Regions from separate parts of the Gossypium raimondii genome. Here region 2 is linked to region 1. A link is a contact called in public Hi-C data. All regions are on one chromosome and are shown on one strand. The core of a region is the stretch at or near the end of the contact, and the rest is flanking DNA. Distances in the headings are between cores, read along the strand shown. Region 1 has its middle 7.9 kb from the start of LOC105772215. Region 2 holds the start of LOC105773507 (ras-related protein RABA1c).

Region 1 (5,038 bases), core at 344-2,843:
ATTATCTTAAATAAATTTTTGATAAGTTGAGTTATTTATAATTTTTTTTACATTTATGTAAAAAGAGATAAATATAAAAAATTTGAAAATCTTTTGCTTTTCTAATTTTTTTAAGAAAACTTTAGATTTTTTTATATTTTGAATTTTATAATTTTTATGTTTTTTTAATTCTAAAGAGCAATTTTTCATAATTTTGGAATTATAATTTTTAACTTTTTGTTAAGACTTTTGAAATTTTTAAAAAATTTAAAGTATTTTTCATATGTCAAATAAAATAAAATTAGTGTCGGGCCAATAATGAAAGATTGATGATTAATTTATTTTGAAGAAAAGAGTAAAGACCAAATTGAATAAAGGTACCAAGGTCGAAGGTTAAATTTATTATTTATCTTATATATATAACACCAAAATAAACATTCAACAGACACTTTTAACTATAGAGACGATTTTACCCATTTTTCAATTCAATAGAGGACCAAAATGTAATGTTATGTATGTATAGGGACTACTATGAGACTTTACCAATTTTATTGTTATTTGTTTGTTAAACTATTTATATATATGAGAAATTCTATTATTACTCCATATACTATGCCTAAGTTGAGTTATAGATTTCATTTCTATATTTTAATTTAGTTAATTTTAATTCATATATTTTTCAAATTGATCAATTTTAAATTTATTATTTACCTTATATGTAAAAGTCCAAAATAACCCTATATCAACACACTTTTTAACTCTAGGGACCATTTTGCCCATTTTTCAATTCCATTGACAACAATAAATTATTAATAGATAATACTAAATATATTTATATAATAAAAATTATTTGCGCAATTTTGGTTTTCCGATGTGGCAGAAAGAAAAGTATGAATGTTTTTTAAAATATTAAAATTGCACATTACTGTACAAAATTAATATCTAATATTATATATAAAATTAGAAAAACTGAAAAAAAAATTATTTTATTTTTCACCATATTACTAAATTCACAATTAAAAATAATTATAATATTTAATCTACACTTATTAGTTAAAAAGTTGAAATAAAATAAAAGTAGTGAGAATCATATATTTAAAAACTATGCTAATTTTAAAATAGATTCGTTATTTGAATAGAAAATGTATAGAAAAATTGTAATTAAAAATTAATTAAATATTAAATATATAAAATCATCAAGACATATGACATTAGAAGAGAAGATGCGAAATTTAAAATTGGGTGCTGCATGTTGGTTTACTCTTTACAATGATATATGGACTTGCTCAACTTCTTGCCCACTATAATAAAGCCTGTTATTTTGAAGCTGGTCGTCCAAAATAAAGCCCTGAGCCCAGGAGAAATATTTTCTTTTAATCTACATTTGGCAATTTCTGTCTTACATGTGTTTTAAAAATTATATATTTATAATTCCATATATAGTTTTTTACATATTTGAATATTTGTATCGTTTTTTTTTTTTCTAAAAGAAAACTGAAAGGATGTCATTAATAAAATAAACAATTACATGACTACATGTAAAACACGTGTAGCCTAACAGCTGCCCCCAAACCGTCGGTGACACCCCCTAAAATAACCTAAAAGCAGAATTCAACTTTCTAGATGCCTAAAAACCTGAACAGACGCATTAAAAACAACAGTAGCCTTCAAGAAACCTTAGAAAGACTACCAGAAAAACAAAGAAACAAGCCAAACAAATCAGAAAAAATTGCAGCCTAAACTGATTGGCTTTCCTCTCCGTCTGTTCTATTACCATCGTCTATCTCCAAAAAACATTATTGTTAACGTCCAACGATGGATCGTTAAAGAACCTGAAACCGTCGGAGTCCGCAAAAATCCCCTTCCTACGACCCATTTCATCCTCAAAACAGAGCCCTTCTATCTTCTTCGGCCACCGCTTCAACTCTTGAAGGTGCCTCCTTAACCCAAATCATCGCCGATGGCCATTGATTTCCTTCCTTCGCAATCGTATGCGCCGCTCGGTTCACCGCTCTGCCCACAAAATGACGAGTAAAACTCTCATATCCTTGGGCCCTCTTTTTTATTTCTTTGATAATCATAGAAATGCTTGATCTGTCATTCTCTGATGAACGGATTTTCTTAATAACTATTAAGGAATCCCCTTCCACCACTAGTCGTCGGAATCCCAACTCTTCGGCCACCGTCACCGCTTGTAAACAAGTCTTCGCCTCAACCGTGGTGGCATCGGCCACAAAACTATTTGGGTAAGCACAAGTCGCCAAAATGTGCCCCTCACTATCTCTAAAGATTATCCCAAATACCGAACTAAACATGCACTTGTTGAAAGTCGCATCAAAATTGCATTTAACTTCATTAATTCCTGGTGGCGTCCATATACTATTCATCTGGTTCATAGGTGTTGAAATCACGGATTCTGTAAATGTGCTATCTGAATAATATGCTTTAATAAACGTAACCAGACCCACTATGTTCCGTTTTTCACCCTGATGATATACCTTATTTCTGTGGTACCAGACTGCCCATAACACAATAGTTAGCCATTTGCATTTCTCCTCTCCTGTACAAGAAAATATATTTGCTGACCACAATTTCCAACTTTGTCCTTGAATGCTGGGCGAGACATTTACCCCAACCCTTGCAGAACACTTTCAATAAACATGCAATCCCGGAATATATGGCTCACCGGTTCCTCTATTGTACGACAGAGAGGACAAATGTTCACCACCTGCAGATTCCTCACTTGTAAATTGTCAAACATAGGGATATAGTTATTAGCAATTTTCCATGTTGTAATTTCTATTTTGCTTGCAACTTGTAACTTCCATAATTTGTTGTAGAAGTTCTGTAATAGCGTAGCTTGTTGTAACATTTCCCCCTGCGCTGCTGTCACTTCTTCACTAAGCAGCCATTTATAGCCACTTTTTGCCGAAAACACACCTATACTGTCTCCCCTCCACATTCTTTCATCATCAAGATCAACTTCAGCAACTGGGATTGTCAAAATTTTGTTTACCTGCTCCTCGTCAAAAAGCTTCCTTAGGACCTCCAACTTCCAGGTAGCTGTCTCTCTATTAATAAGATCTGCTACAATTTAATTAATATCAATATTCTGAATTCTAACTTTTCCATGTCCAGGTCTTGGTAACCAGACATCATTCCAGATGTTTATTGATCTGCCGTTTCCAACCCTCTAGCCCATGCCTAGCTCCAGAAGTCTTCTGGCTCCCCATATGCTCCTCCAGGTAAAAGATGGGTGAGAGCCTAAACTGGCACTCATAAAGTCACAATGTGGATAATCCTTTCCTTTCATGACGTGAGCAAACAAACAATCTGGTTTCATAATTAACCGCCATCCTTGTTTAGCAAGTATCGCTATATTGAACTTGGTTAGTTCCCTAAATCCCAACCCCCCTTGTGCTTTCGGCTAGCACATCCCCCTCCAATCACACTAATGAGTTCCCTTTCCTGTTTTAGAATTTTGCCACCAAAATTTACTAGTAATGCTTTCTAGTTCACGACATAACGTAACAGGCAACAAAAAACGTTACATCGTATAGACTGGGATGGCTTGTAAAATTGCTTCTTTACCTCCCAAGTGACAATTGACGTATACTCCAATTTTCAATACGTTTCCTGAATCTATCTTTGAAACTTGCAAATGCCTCTTTCTTTTGCTTTCCAATCATAGTTGATAACCCGAGGTATTTTTCAAGGTTACTAGAGACCCTTACTCCCATAGTTGTCCCAATTTGTTTCTTCTTGATGCTCGACACATTATTGCTAAAAAATAAAGTCAATTTATCAATTGCCCTGAAACTCCTTCATATTCGGTCACTAAAACTTTAAAAGTAGCCGCAAACGAGGTGCTGTCATCTGCAAAAAATAGGTGGGTTAAGGAAAGCCCACTTCTCCCGACTCTTACTGCTTTGATAGCTCCTTCAGATTTTGCCAATTTAATAAAGGCAGAAAAACCTTACGCACATATTAGAAATAAATTCGGGCTAAGTGGATCGCATTGCCTCAATCCTCTTGAAGATTTCAAATTTTTCCCTTGCACAGATATTCCACCGTTCTAACACACTCCATAACTAAGCTTAACCAATTTTCGCAAAAACCCATACACCTCATAACTTATTCAATGAAACTCCATTTCAACCTATCACGTCTAATTTCATGGCAAAATGGCCCTGTACACCACTCCTTTTTGTTTCAGCGATTGTAGCACATCATATGCAATTAACGCATTATCCGTAATTTGTCTGCCAAGAACAAATGTTGCCTGTGCATTATCAATACATTTATCAAGCACTGTTCTAAATCTATTTACAACCACTTTAGATATAATTTATACAGCACATTACATATGCTAATTGGCCTAAGTTTTGACATACAGGGGTGAGAGCTCGCTTTTGGCATAAGCGCAATGCTAGTGATGTTTAAAATGCCAATCTCCTTCTATTCAAAACGTCTAAACAATATTTTGTAATCTCATCTCCAACAATGTGCCAATATTTTTGATAAAAAAGTGCAGGATAATCATCTATACCTAATACCTTTGAAGGTGCTATATTCTTCATTGCTTCCCTCACCTCTTCGGATCTAAACTGTTCAATCAGCTCAGTGTTCATATCTTCATGAATACATCTCGTTATCCCCAACAACACTCTCTCATTACTGCTCGTATATGAAGTTGTGAATAATACCTTGAAATAGTCATTTGCCACTTGTATCTTCTCCTCCTCTCCTTTGACCCAATCTCTATTTAGCCTTTTTAGCTTTTCCACAGTGTTCCTCTTTTTTCGTTGGTTTGTCCAAATCGGAGCTAATTTGCCCTAGCACGTTGTTCCAAAAACATCTCTTCTTTGTTAGCTTCCAAGTCTAAAGCCAACTTGACTTCTTCCATCTCTGCCAATACTTCATCATCTGGATCAAAATTGCTCAATTCATTCAGCCTCATATTTAATAGTGATGACGCCTTCCTCTTATTGGCAATAATTCGCCCCATTTCATCTCTAAGAAAATTTTCAAACTTCCTTCATTTGGAAGGGACATCATC
Region 2 (5,035 bases), core at 1,305-3,804, 110 kb after region 1:
TCAATTTGTGAATGAGAACTTCAATTCACTGTCTCATCAAACAATCTTGGAGCAGATTGGACAGTTTACTAGATATTCAGACAAGGGGATAAAAAACCAAGGCCTGCAATATACATGAGCATGCCTCAAAAGAATCATGTCATATGTCAACCAAGATTCAGCGGTCTCGGAAGTGAAGCAAGCTAGATGTGCAATAGGGGAATTGCTGAGCCATGCTGGGGGCAATTGAAAAGACTGTAGAGGAGTATTTGGCTGGGGAGATAATATGGCAGGCAGCATTTGCAATAATATTCTCACTTTGGCAGCAATAGGCGATGATCAACCTTGGTCACTGGTGATGATGTGGCAGCTAAGATGGTAAAGATTCAAAAGTAAAGTATATTGCCTTGGTAGCAAGCTGGCAGCTGCAGCACTCCTACCGTACTCTGGGACACAGGAAAGAGGCAGTCGACTTAAAAGGCTTAGCAGAAGTACTTTTAACCACTTCTTGAATCAGAAGCCTAAAAGGGTACACCTCATTGGTTGCTCGCTCTATCCTCTAGGATCAAAGAGACTTCTCATATTGACAAATTTTCATTGTCAAAACCTAAAGTTGCCAAAACTCCAGTCAAGTCTATATTGGTCAACGGCATATAACATCCAAATTTTAATATTTTGGTGTTCAACAACAAACTTGACTGCACCATTACTCAATTAAAAACACGCTAGAATTCTCTTAAAATCAATAGTAGTAAATTATAGCATGTCGCTCTTCGAATAAAGTATCCCACATTGCAAAAGAAACCTTAAGGTAAGTACAACTTCACCAGAATAAAAGAAAAACATATTACTAAGGCACTACTCTTTCCCCATAAAATCAAGCTTTGCTTGGTAAGGTAAAAAGAAAATTGGAAAGATGAAAAGTTAAACAGGAGGAGATAAGTAGAAACATAGAAATTACATTTTCTTTTTGGCTGGAATACTTGGTAGGAAAGATGGAAAATGAAAAGTTTAAGTATAGAAAAATATTTTTCTTTCCACCCATTGCCTGGTAGAGTAGAAAATAAAAGAAACAAAATGAAAATTTAAAAAAAAAAATGTAAAATTTGGTAAATATGCACACTTAACTTAAATCTTTCTCATTTTATCTCTTCTTGTCATTCCAAATTGGGATGATTTGTTTTTATGCATTCGGATGGAAAATGATCATACATCTCCTATTTTCTTTCATCTCACTTTTCTTTGTTAACAAGGCACACCCTAAAAGTTGCCACTCAAGGACTTGAAAGGTCCCTCCCTCTAGAAACTAACATCATTTACTTGTTCAAGCCATTTCTTCCATAATCAATTTACCACACTGTAGCTATAAGGTCCCTGCAACATCCCAAAATACCAGACTAGATTGATGCTAAACACTAGACTAACAAATTCCATGCGCAAATCGGATTCAAGATCCTGGTAAGCAATCATCATCTCTTTGTAACTAGTGATAACATATGAGAAAATAAGAAAGCGGGCAAGTAACGAAGACAAATATATCTTATATCTAGCAGGAAGAGAACATATTAATGCAAAGCATGACCATCTCGTTTGTTACTCATTTTGTCAAGCCACTTAACTGTAGATGAATGCACACAACCCGTATAACATGATCACAAGATTAAGAATAGTCAAGATCTGCTGACATGCACTTCAAATCTATGTTGGATCTATTTGCAATACAAGCCTATTAGGAAAGATATAAATCTAAACAACAGATTTGCAAGAAACAAGCAATCATAACACCATTTACTTACAAGCTACTCACAGATCTAGATAAGCAAGACCCTTTTTTTCTCTAGTATACTGGTAAAAGGGAGATTTGTTAAACCCCATTTCAGATCAAACCAAACTCTTCAAGAATCAAAGTTAGTTTCTTTTCCCAAGCAACAACGAATTTCAAGAAAAAAATCTCCAAGAAGAAGGAAAACCTTATACGCTTATGATATTTGCCAATCTTTGTATACAAAATCAGAAAAGAACTATAAATACCCAGATCAAAAAAAAAAAGGGGAAAGGAAGACGAGAAAGTAGGAAAAGTGAGACCTTTCTTGACCAGCAGTGTCCCAAATCTGAGCCTTGATGACCTTTCCATCAACATTCAAGCTACGAGTAGCGAACTCAACACCAATAGTGGACTTGGACTCGAGGCTAAACTCGTTCCTGGTGAACCTCGAGAGCAGATTTGACTTTCCGACTCCGGAATCACCGATCAAAACCACCTTGAAAAGATAGTCATAGTCATCCTCAGCTCTGTAACCAGCCATCTTTACTCTTTCTCAGAACCACAGCTGTTAGCCTCTTTCTTTGCGTCAAGTAAATAAACGAGTGTGTGAAAGAGGAGATGGCACGCGGCTTCTAAGTATATTAAAAGCCTCTTTTTTTAAGATCTGCCTAAGAAAAAAAAATCTAGTTGTTTTGGTTTTGGTATGAGTTGGAAATGTAAAAGACTGAATGTCTGCTCCGTTGGACTCCAGAAAATGTGGGGAAATATCCTTGAAAGTTGGGGCCTTTTCTGGAATGACTTCAATGCCTTCAAAATTTTTCACCTATAACGTCTTTTTGCTGCTGGAAAATGAGGATTTATGGGTCAATTTAACCATTGTTATATACGGTCTTTTGAAGTGGGAATGTTGTAATTTCACGACACTATTTGTTGATTTTTCGGTTTCTTTTCCCTTTTATTTTTAATAACACGAATAACGATGTATTAAGATTAATTTGCATTTTCTGTTTTTAATAAAAAAATAAGTAAATTAGTTTTATATTATTAAAAGTTAATGTAACGATGAAATAATCGACAGTGCCACTCATGTTAACATATATGAATCAATTTTAACCATAGAAATAGATAAAATTTTAATAAAAATTAGTTTATTTTTAATCTAACATACAGAGACTAAATTGCCATTTTTTTTAGTTAAGTGGGCAAAATATAATCCGACTCTTAATAAAAGAACATTCATGATAATTTTACTAGGAATAACTCGTCGAATCCAAGTTGTGGCTTATTGTCAAAGTATCTACTTTCCCCAAAAATTGCATGGGTTTGAATCATTATTATACCAAAATTTCTAACCTATACAAGCTAGAAATATTTGTTACAAATATTGGTATACCGTTAGAAATTTTAGTATTAACTTGTAATTTTAGTATTAGCTAGAAATATTTTTCAAAGGCGTACAACAGAATTGTCAAAAAAGAACCTTCAAGTTGAATGCTTTCGATGATATATTAGCAATGTTGTCTGAACCCAATTGAATCAATTGGTCGAATTGATTGGATCAAAGTGGTCGGGGTATCGATTTGGAGAGTGACAAAAAACTAGTAGACCCAGGAGCCAGTACAGATCGGTTGAACCAAACTCAAAAACTAGTTGAATCGATAGTTAAATTGGTTTAACCTAATTTTACTTTAATTTTTAATATTTTCTTTATTTTTTTGATGATTTATTTGCTTTGAACCAAATAGACTGGTTAAATCAAGAACGGGTGGTCTGATCGGTTTAACCACGGGTCCAATTTAAAAAATTGGATTTTGATTATCGTTTTATGCTAAGAGTGATGTATACTATTTATTGTAGTCTCTTTCCACTACACCAAAACAGGCTTTTAGCAACACTTTTAGTGGCGTTTGGACAAAAAACGCCGCTAAAGATCGAGCATTAGCGGCGCTTTACATAAAACGCCGCTAAAGATCGAGCATTAGCAGCTCTTTCAAAAAAGCGCCGCTAAAAATTAGCATTAGCGGCATTTTTTGGAAAAACGCCGCTAAAAACCTAAGCCCACGACCTTTCAGGGCTTTAGCGGCGTTTTTGAAAAAGCGCCGCTAATGCTCAGATCTTTAGCGGCGTTTTTGAAAAAGCGTCGCTGATGCTCAGATCTTTAGCGGCGTTTTTGAGAAAGCGCCGCTAATGCTCAGATCTTTAGCGGCGTTTTTGAAAAAACGCCACAAAAATATTATATCTTTCTATTTACTATTTAATTTGTTTATTTGTATTAATTAAAATTCAATTTATTTTTAATTGAATATTTGTTAAAAATGGAAAAATTAAAATACTATTATTTAAAATATGACTGATTAATTTTTAATTTATATATTAAATAATTTCATATATAATTGTAAAAGATATGATAGTATTAATTTTAAAATATTTAATTAATTATCATTATAGTTTAGGGCTTAATATATATGGTTTAGGGTATATGGTTTAAGGTATGTGGTTAATTTAGGATTTAAGGCCGATTTAGGAGTTACAATTTTAAGGTTTATAGATTATGGAATTAGGGATTATGGATTAGGGATTCTGGTTTAAGGGTTGTGATTTAGAGGTTAGGGGTTAGGGGTTAGAGATTAAGAGTTAGTGATTTAAGGTTTATGAATTTGATGTTAGGTTAGGGTTTAAAGTTTAGATTAATTAGTGTGTTTTAATTTATATTAAATAAGGTTTAGGGGTTAGGGATTCGGGTTAGGGTTTAGGGTTTAAGGTTTAGATTAATTAGTGTTTTTTAATTTATATATTAAATAAGGTTTAGGGGTTAGTAGTTAGGGGTTACGGGTTACGGGTTAAGAGTTAGTGATTTAGTATTTAAAGATTTGTGGTCGGGTTAGGGTTTAAGGTTTAGATTAATTAGTATTTTTTAATTTATATATTAATTAAGTTCTTAAATAATTGTAAAAGAGGGGTTAAGGGTTAGAGGTTAGGGGTTAGGGGTTAGGGGTTAGTGGTTTAGGGTTTATGTTTTATGATTTAAGGTTTAGGAGATAGGGGTTAGGGGTTTAGGGTTTAGATTAACATTATAATTATAGTTTAAATTATTTAAGAGATAATAGATAAACTTTATATATATTAAATGGTTAAGGATTTAAGGTTTACTTGAGATTTATTAAATAATAAAATTTTATACAATCTTTTATATTTAAAAATATTTAATCTAAACCATTTGATATATTTATATATTAGATTATAAAAATGATAAATAAATAAATAAAAGTAATAGATTGATACGGATGAGTA

What was found. A called contact is a pair of places that touch in the nucleus more often than the background predicts.
Region 2: a Hi-C map of leaf shows a contact between it and region 1, with 2.8 times the contacts expected there. The contact joins the promoter of LOC105773507 here to the enhancer-like site in region 1. A contact is called at or near these places in 2 of 2 Hi-C or Micro-C datasets (both in leaf).

Annotation. Positions count from the first base shown.
Region 1 is chr6:44,207,023-44,212,060 of ASM2569854v1, forward strand. No RefSeq gene overlaps it. Among protein-coding and RNA genes, the nearest start is that of LOC105772215, 7.9 kb to the left of the region's middle. Within about 2 kb of position 1,594, the one cell type or tissue checked has open chromatin away from gene starts, as enhancers often do. A contact at or near this core is called in leaf, where this site is marked.
Region 2 is chr6:44,319,299-44,324,333 of ASM2569854v1, forward strand. It overlaps LOC105773507 (ras-related protein RABA1c), which reads right to left and starts at 2,555. Exons shown (of 2, transcript XM_012595481.2): 1 at 2,065-2,555. The coding sequence starts at 2,285.